Linked DNA regions of Mus musculus: all the other regions are linked to region 1. A link is a contact called in public HiChIP or PLAC-seq data. All regions are on one chromosome and are shown on one strand. The core of a region is the stretch at or near the end of the contact, and the rest is flanking DNA. Distances in the headings are between cores, read along the strand shown. Region 1 has its middle 71 kb from the start of Gm30032. Region 2 has its middle 6.7 kb from the start of Gm36274. Region 3 has its middle 18 kb from the start of Gm36434.

What was found. HiChIP or PLAC-seq counts read pairs in DNA pulled down with a chosen protein or histone mark.
Region 2: a contact with region 1 is called in an H3K4me3 HiChIP or PLAC-seq map of embryonic basal ganglia, with 4 times the contacts expected there. The contact joins two enhancer-like sites. A contact is called at or near these places in 1 of 115 datasets of contacts at active chromatin or transcription factors (embryonic basal ganglia) and 3 of 9 other capture datasets (embryonic stem cells, embryonic tail and embryonic trunk).
Region 3: a contact with region 1 is called in an H3K4me3 HiChIP or PLAC-seq map of embryonic basal ganglia, with 2.8 times the contacts expected there. The contact joins two enhancer-like sites. A contact is called at or near these places in 3 of 115 datasets of contacts at active chromatin or transcription factors (astrocytes, embryonic basal ganglia and embryonic stem cells) and 3 of 9 other capture datasets (embryonic stem cells, embryonic tail and embryonic trunk).

The regions. Positions count from the first base shown.
Region 1 is chr5:112,048,742-112,051,712 of GRCm38.p6, reverse strand. No RefSeq gene overlaps it. Among named protein-coding and RNA genes, the nearest start is that of Gm30032, 71 kb to the left of the region's middle. Within about 2 kb of position 1,457, at least 20 of the 459 cell types and tissues checked have an H3K27ac peak or open chromatin away from gene starts, as enhancers often do. A contact at or near this core is called in embryonic basal ganglia, where this site is marked.
Region 2 is chr5:111,553,822-111,556,792 of GRCm38.p6, reverse strand. No RefSeq gene overlaps it. Among named protein-coding and RNA genes, the nearest start is that of Gm36274, 6.7 kb to the left of the region's middle. Within about 2 kb of position 1,557, at least 79 of the 459 cell types and tissues checked have an H3K27ac peak or open chromatin away from gene starts, as enhancers often do. A contact at or near this core is called in embryonic basal ganglia, where this site is marked.
Region 3 is chr5:111,679,966-111,682,936 of GRCm38.p6, reverse strand. No RefSeq gene overlaps it. Among named protein-coding and RNA genes, the nearest start is that of Gm36434, 18 kb to the right of the region's middle. Within about 2 kb of position 1,371, at least 36 of the 459 cell types and tissues checked have an H3K27ac peak or open chromatin away from gene starts, as enhancers often do. A contact at or near this core is called in embryonic basal ganglia, where this site is marked.

The DNA.
Region 1 (2,971 bases), core at 208-2,707:
AGGGTGATCTACCGTTGTGAGCTGTGGTTACCCCAAGGACTTAGTCTTCCTGTTGCTCCAGTCTCCAGCATCCCCCATCCCTGACAAGATGTCTGTCTTCACAGATGAGGAAACAGATGACCGGAGGGCTGAACCTTTATAATTCCTAGGCACCTTTGCTGGTGTCCAGCCCCTCGAACAGCCCACAGTGTCTCCTCCTGGAGCACCCTCCAATGGGCAGATGGGTCAGGTCCCTTCCTTCTTTGCCCATCATTAATTTTGTGATATGAAAGAGGGGGTACTGACCCTCTCCAGTCCTCACCCATGCTCTGCCAAGCATAAGCCTGGACCCACCCATGTGTCGATGCCCTCTTGTTGGCCAAGTGGTTCTGGGATAGTGAGAGGACCCTAGATCACTCAACCTTCCACTTACCCTGGGACTTTGGTCGAGAGTCTCTCTCTCTCTCTCTCTCTCTCTCTCTCTCTCTCTCTCTCTCTCTCTCTCTCTCTCTCTCTCCTGCTCTCCTCTCCAGCTTTCACTGTCTCCTTACATGAAGATGATGACATGAGCTTACTCTGCTGTGAGACTTGGCCCTGTGCCCAGCTTGGGGGAAGCACCAGTCAGGTTGGTGGGGATAGTCATGTCCTCCTGCCTACAATGAGGAACACCGAGCTCCTCAGCGCTGGTCTTCCAGGGCCCCAGCCTCTGAGTCAGAGCCGGGTATGAAGAAGGAACAATTTTCTGACCCTGCGTTCAGGCTGCCAGAGCCATTTAGGGGTGTCAGACAAGGAGTAGCCCCTAACACCCAAGCTGCCTAGGTGGTGGCCGGCGTTGGGGTGGCTTCCTCTGACCTTAAACCCTAACGCTCCTGCCCACATCTGCAGCTAAATAAACCAAGTAATCATGCTGGCAGATAGATAATTAAATAATTATCAGGCACTTAATAACGAGGAGTGGGAGCCCTGCCTCTCCGCATTAGACAGTGTCTTTGAGGGCTAATTGTTGCATTACATCAGAGTCCCCTCATTCATTACTCTTGTCATTTCGGGTGATAATTTGCACTTTAGGAGACAGCGACAATTTTAGCAGGCAATTAGAGACGTGTCAGGCCTGGCCCTGTGAGTTACTGTCACAATTATTGCCCTCCCCCCCACACCCCACCGTCCTCATTTGCAACCATGTATTTAAGGGGATTTGGGTAATTCTAGGTCTGGGTAAAACAGCCAACCCATGGGACGGTGGAAGGTCTGGGGATCGGGCAGATACCAGTACCAGAGCAGGGGAGGGATGCTGTACACAGATCTGCAGGGATGGGGCTTCTCGTTGGTGGACAGAAACTGCATCTAGTCGCCCATCAGTGGGGTTCTCCTTCCCTGGTGGCTCTTGATGTTCTTCCACCCTTCCCGGGCATCTTTCTCAGCTCTTTTATAACCGCTTGAGTGCACGTGATTAAGATCTCTTTGCAAGTCTCTGAGAGGCAGGAGAGAATCAGAATGGGCGGAGGAAAGAGGAACGGAGACAGGGAACTGGGAAGTATTCACTAGGGTTTTTAAACCGTAATTTTATTTTCTGTGTTTTGGCATCTTGGGGACTGTTGGGCCTGGGGATAGACTGCTCTTTCCAGATCAGCTGGTTTCTACAGACAGGGGCAAACCAGCTGGATCCCAGCACGACCCCACCCACCTGCTCACTTTACCAGGATTCTACCACCTGGGGGGCCTTGTCCTCAACCGGGAGTCAGCCTGCGCTGAGTCATCCTGAGCCTTACTTACTTAGCTGGGGTTTCTGTTGCTGTGCTGAAACATGGTGGCTAAAAGCAACTTGTGAAGGGGAAGGGCTTATTTTACCTTACACTTTTCTGCATCATGGTTCATCACTGAGGTAAGTCAGCAGGGACTCAAGGCTGGACCCTGGAGGCAGGAGATGAAGTGACACCATAGAAGAATGCTGCTTATTGGCATGCTCCCCATGGCTTGCTCATGCTTTCTTATACCACCCAGGATTCCCTACCCAGGGATGGCGTAATCTACAGAGGGCTGCTCCCTCCCTCCCACATCAATCATCGATCAAGAAAATACCCTATATCCTTGCCCACAGGCCAGTCCTATGGAGAAAGTTCTCAGTTATGATTCCCATTTTCCAGATTAGTCTAGGTTTGTCTCAAGTTGACATAAAAGTAGCTAGCACAGATGGGCAGTGGGTAACCCAGGACTGCCCCTACCTAAAGTTCACTGAAGCTACCAAATAGGCAGCCCGCTATCTACTTGCAGATCTAGACCTCCTCCCACCATGCTATGGCAGAAAGCTCTGATCCATATTCATCCTTGCTTTCTGCCTCCAGCAGACTCCAGTGCCTCCCGGACTGGAACCCGCAGGTGCAGACACTCCCTGGGTGTTTGGGGACTGTGCCTCTGTAGAACACTGCTTATCTCTTGGTCCCCTTGGCAGGAAGAGGAGAGAGGGGGGAGGAGAGAGGGAGTAGAGGGGGAAAGGAGAGAGGAAAGAAGAGGAGAGAGGGAGGAAGAGGAGAGAGGGTAGGGGAGAAGGAGCAAGAAACAGGGAAGGGAAGAGAGGGAGAGAGGAAGAGAAACACACACAGGGGTGGGGCAAGAGAAACAGAGCTGGGAGGGCAGAGAAAGGGCGATACTCAAAAGTTGTGTTTGAGAGCAATACGTTTTCACTGACTCCTCATCATTAAAGCCCGGTGCCTGGGTTTATGACTTCCTTGATCCTGAGAAACTCCACAAGACCATGAGTTAGCAAAACATATTTTGACTGGCTACAGGAGACTCAGAGGAAAAAGCACTGTCACACTCAAGTGCAAAATTCCACAAAAAAAGAGGAATTGAAACTGTAGCCACCACCTTGCAACTATATCCTGAGCCATAAGACAAGAAAAGCATTCTATGGCCTAAGCTGCTTCTTTCCCAACAGCTGTCAGTGGAAAATGCCTGCATCCACTTCCGGGTCATAGGACACCTGCATGGAGAT
Region 2 (2,971 bases), core at 308-2,807, 500 kb after region 1:
GCCAGAAGAGGGCATCGGGTCCCTCGGAACTGGAATTATAGAGGGTTGTGAGCGGTCATGCAGATAGATGCTGGGGACAGGTATTCTACAAGCACTCTTAACTGCTGAGACATCTCTCCAGCCCCCCCCCAACAAACTTTTAGAAGAATTCCATAGACACATAAAATCCAGATTCCCACCTCGGTGCTGTGGGGTCAGACAAGAGCCCAGGAGAGCTGCCTGCACTGAAGACCTCCTTGAGTGCACAGGGAAGGTACTAGGTACATGGAGTTCCCACCCCACCATATCCAGCTAGTACTAGTTAGTGCTGAGCTTTTGGAGATGGGTGTGAGCTAGGCTCAGTTTCCTAAGGTGCCCCCCCACGCCTCCATTTTTTCCTGAAGTACGGTCTCTGGTCTCTTTGAGATCTGTAAGCCTAGCACCCCCAACAGAGAGAAGGCCCCTCTACTACTGAAGTCAGAGTTACAGGTTCAGACAATCACCCTCTCCCTCCCTCCCCAGTCTCTCTCTCTCTCTCTCTCTCTCTCTCTTTCTCTCTCTCGCTCACTCGCTCTCGCTTGCTCTCGCTCTCTTTCTCCCATGTTTATTTTTTTAATTCCAGGATGTTTGGTTTGGCCTGGCTCCAACTCACGGTGTTTTCACTAGGCCATCTCAGATTCCTCCAGCCTGGTCCCAGTTTTTCCTGTAGTGGGTGGGGTGGGGGGAGGAATGAGACCTCTGTCTTGGGGTTGAAGAAGAACCTGGGTCTTGGAGCCAGACTGCTCTGGGTGCAAATGCGGCTCCAACTCCAGGCTGCGCATTCTGTGCCTGGTGCTGTTCCAGCCTCTGAGAAGCTACATCTGAGAGCTTACTGGGCTCCTCACAGGGAATATAGAGCTGCTGAGACAGGACACAGGAGAAAACAGAGGAGGGGCCAGAAATCTCTAGAAAAGTAAGTTCTGCCGAGCCAGCAAGGTCCCCACAGGACTAGAACAGGACACAGTGCCTGTTTCACCAGGCTGAGGTCTCTGCATCCATCTCCAGCACTGCAAATGTTTCACTAAAACCCAGGCAAGGTACAGCCCTATGAAGGCTGAAGAAGCAAGATTACTGTGTGTTAGAGGATGCCTTCACCCTACATATGGGGAAACTGAGGCCCAGAGAGGCCATCAAGCTGCTAAGTAACCCTGATGTAACTTGAGCCCACCCTTGTTCCAGATCCTAGGCTGTACCCCCTCCTCCCTCTCCTCCCTTTTCCCCTACCTTCCTCTCCTTCCCTAGCTTCCAGGGAGGAGTGACCTACAATACCCAGGTCACCTGCTGAGCTTCATCACGTGTGTAAAAGTAGCAGCCAGCATGTCAAACTGCTTTCAGAGCTGGGGCTGCCCCCATAATGGCTTTCTGCAAGGAGGACGGGGGGGGGGGGGGGCTGGGGGGGCTGGGGGGGCGGCTCGGGCCTCAGGACCCAGGGGGAAAAAATGAGGCTCTTTGCCCAAGGTTGCCCAGACCAGGGAGAGACGCTACAGAGGCTGAGCCCCAGCAGCCCTGTCTGGGGCTGGACCCCTCTGCAGCCCCATTCTGGGCCCCAACCCTGCCCGCTCTTCCTCTGGACAATGTAGCCTTTCAGGGCCAGACAAAGGCGAGTTTAAAAGGCGAGAATTGTGTTTCCATGGCTGAGGGGCGGGGGGGCCGCCGGCGGGGAGGGCCCAGCAGCGCAAACCGTGGTGTATTTATGCCCGTCTGACACAACACAATTTGATTTTCCACATAAAAGATCAAATAATATTTCGGTTACAGTTAATTACGCAGCCCAAAAGCCCATCAAAGGCCCCTCTGCATCCACCCAGCCCTTGCTCTGTGGCTCCGCGTGCGCCCAGATTTCACGGATTGCTTCTCAGAGTCTGCACCCCTGCAGCTCCCCGTTCACAGGGGCCAAGGGGGCCGCTCCAGAGACTACCCAGAGAGTCCCCATCTCTGCACACGAGGCCTGATCTCCCCACCAAAATAACAGCCAAAACATCTTACAAGGCAGCAAGCCTTCCCGTGCCCCACAAGCCCCATCTCCCTGTGCTATTAGAGGAAATGGGGTCCAAGGAGGACAAGGGAGCTTATGGAGCCTGCTGCTGTGGCACAGCTACTGAAACTAGGCTGACATGCCACGTCTTAGTTGACCGACTTCTCTGTTTGAAGTGGAACTGCAAACTCCCAACCGTGTTTGTTGAGTGAACAAATAACTTGATGAAGGACTGACCAAGGGAGAGGATGACTATGAGGGAGGAAGGGAGAGAAACCGGAAGGGAGGGCGTGGGGTGGGGGAGGGGAGGGGGAGCTAGGCTCTACCCTGGTGATGGCAGCAGTGCTGAGGGCCTGCACCAGCGTAGCATCTTTTATCTTTTTCTCATGGACTTCCCTCAAGCTGACAGGAAACAGTGTTCATACCCGAGAGCCCTGAGGGCCCGGTTTAAGCAAAGGGTCCCCTCAGAACCTCAGCTCATTCTGTGCGGCATCGTGAACAATTCTCTCAGTGAACACTTGAGAAAACTCTAGAAAGACAGGAACTGAGGCGGACAGACTCTTAATCGGGATCTTCACAAGATAAATTCACCAACCCAGACAACAATGGACTCTCAGAATCAACCCAGAGCAAGAATTCGTGCTGGCATCTTGCCCAGATCTCCCAAAAAGCCCAGAGAGGGTATGCATTCGGCCAAAGATCACACAGCAGCTGGGCAGACTGGCTTTCCTGAGGTTGGATGCCCTCTGGTGTCCATCCCAGGGTAGCATCGTTCTGCCTTTTACAGGTTCTGTGTGGGGGGGCTGGGGAGCACTTAAGTTCCAAAGGTTTGTTAGAGCTGAAGACTCAGCTGGTATGTGCCCACACTCACCTTGCATCAGCCTGCGGATCCCCACACACACAGCCTACCTTGGAGATTCTCCAAGCACCCTAAGAAGGGTGCTCCTCCTGCAACAAGAAAAAGGAGTACTTAGAAAC
Region 3 (2,971 bases), core at 122-2,621, 370 kb after region 1:
GGAAAAGGACAGTTTATGGAACCACCACCCTATGACCTAATGGCAGGACTGGTCTCCAGGTGGGGAAACTGAGACTAATGGGTACAGGTGGAAATCAAGGCAAGATGGTTGACTGAGGCCAATAGGCACAAGTGGAAGTCAAGGCAAGATGGGTGACATACACTTGAGAGCAATGTTGCTGAGTCGCAGCAAGCCCTGACTTGGACCACAGTAGGACCACATCTCAGCAAAGGAAACTGAGGCAAAGAGGCAGCCCTTACTTAGTAGCTATCACCCAATCTCAGTCACTACCAAGCCATATCCCTGGCTTTCACCCAACCCAGGCAATCTCAGCTAGCAAGGGCCCTAGCTTCAAAAGGGTTCTCAGGCCCCCAGCCCTCCTGATGTGGATGGCAGCCAGAATCTGGGTGTCACCAGAATGTGGGTTGTAGGGAGACCCCATGTCTCCCCCAAATGGCCACACATCTTCTGGTGATCCCAGGAGCAGGAAGGAGTACTTCTGGGGGGGCAGTCCCTCAGTGTCTCCTGAGAGGGGGTGGAGGGGGGTCTCTTGAGATGGGGTGGAGGGGGGTCTCCTGAGATGGAGTGGAGGGGGTCTCCTGAGATGGGGGGTGGATATAGAAAGAGCAGAGACAAGCACAGAAAAGGAGACGAAAAAAATCTAGGGAGGAGAGACCTGCAGACAGAAGCAGACAGACAGAGAGCCTCACAGACAGAGAGACAGAAATAGATATGGAGAGAAGAGAAAAAGCAGACAGGGGAAGAATAAGAGACAGGAACAGCCAGAGACAAAGCAAGACAAGGAGAGAGACAGAGGCAGAGAAAGAAACATAAACGGGGAGACAGCTGAGGAGAAGTGACAGGGAATGTCAGAGCCAGACAGACACTGGCGTGGGACTCGGGGGATGGGGATGGGGGCACAGAGGCAAGAGGTGTGAGAAGGACAGAGGTGAGGCCTGGAAAAGCAGAACCAGTGCCCAGGATGTACAATGCAGGCTGCCAGGGGTGGGAGGTCTGTGTCTGATCTCAGAGAAGCCAGTACAGGAAAGCAATCAGAGGGAGGCTTGTGAGGAGGACTAGCCAGAGCAGAGAGGGAGGAGGGACGCAGGGTGGAGGCAAAGACTAGCCAGGACAGCAGCTGACTGAGGTCCCACCATCCTAGGGACCTCACCAGACTCCAGGATAGCAGCCCTCCAAGGTCCTCCCATTCTGTCTGTCCCCGTACCTGTGACCTCCCCGCTTGCCCCCGCCCTTGATGGCAGAGTTGGCCAGGGTCCAGGGCGGGTCAGGAAGCTGGCCCTCTTGGAGATGAGAAGATGCCCCTTTCTGCCCACTCAGTAGGCCCAGCAACCATTTGCATAAAACGATGTTCCTGCGAGGCATGCTAATGCATCCTGCTATTTTTGCCTCTCCTGGATGCTGGTTTGCATACATTTACATACCCTGGATGAATTAAGCTAGGATCATGTAAATGAACCCACTGGCTGGGGTGAGGGGTTCTGGGTTCCTGCCTCTGGAGGGTTCAGGCTGTCATAGTCTTCTCAGTGTAGACAGTGTCCTGGGGCTCCAGGACAGGTTGGCCAGGGTCAGACCTGTGCCTGTCCCTGATCCTGAGGCCAACACCGCCCGTATCAGGCTTAGGGCTACAAAATGAACTTTCAAAAAATTCATGTTCTATCTTTCCATGGCTTCCAGTGTGCTACAGTAAAGGTCAAGATTCTCCTGTGGCCATGGGACTAATACCTGCCAGGCCCCTAGATCTTTTCTGCCCTCCAGACAGCAGGAATGTGTGGCCAGAAGGTTTCTGCCTGCCACAAACCCTTTGCACGTGCAGCCCCAGTGAAATACGCTTCCCCTCTCTTCAATGCTAGTATTTAATCCGTCCTTCTCAGCCCAGGTCTCATACCAATCCCTCAGGAGACCTCCTCTGGCCTCATCATACTTAGGAACACACTTAGCCCTTGAAGCAGCTGCAAACCTTAAGGATTCGGTGTCTCTTCCTCTAGAGTATCAGAGCCTGGGGAGTATGGGGGACAGGTTTTCTTCATTACTGTCTACTTTAACTGTAACATCAGGTGTACACATTTTCTCAATTAACATTTCTCAAAGTCAGGCGCACGCCTTTAATCCCAGCACTTTGGAGGCAGAGGCACTGGGATCTGAGATTGAGACCACCCTGGTACAGACCGAGTTCCAAGACAGCAAGGGCTACACAGAGAAACCCTGTCTCGAAAGAAAACAGAAAAGAAAAAATTCTGGTGAAGAGATGGACAGTTGGGTGGATGGATGGATGGATGGATGGATGGATGGATGGATGGATGGATAAGTGGGTGAGTAGGTGAATGGATGGGTGGGTGGATGGATGGATGGACAGGTAGGTGGGTAGGTGAATAGATGGGTGGGTGGGGGGATGGGTAGATGCATGGATGGATGCATGGATGCATGGATAGATGGATGGATGGGTGGACAGATAGGTAAGAGGCTGGATGGAGGGATGGAGGGATGGATGGTGGGTAGGTAGATAGATAGATGAGTAGACAGATATACACATGCATGGGGCAGGCTCAGATAGTCAGCCCCTAGCCTGGTGTGCTCCAAACTCAAGGCCCATTGGTGCATGGGGCTTTTACACATCTGTGAACTGAACATGTTCACCATTCCAGGCATTGGGTTTAGTGTTCTGTACCTGTTATTTTTAACATCCCACCCACCCAAATCTATAAATGAGAGATGCAATGTTACAAGCTTCAAGAGAGAAAACAGAGGCTCTGGGAGGGAAAGCCACAGATCCAGGTCACAGAAAGAACTGGGACAGAGCTGAAGGTCCAACCTCGGATCTGTTTGTCCCCAGCATCCAGCCTTGCACATTTTCTAATCCTCTGGGTGACAACCATAGCTCACACCTGAGTGAGAAACCCTTCACTTTGCCTCATGAGGAGTTATATAGTGTGTAGACTGGAATACAGGAACT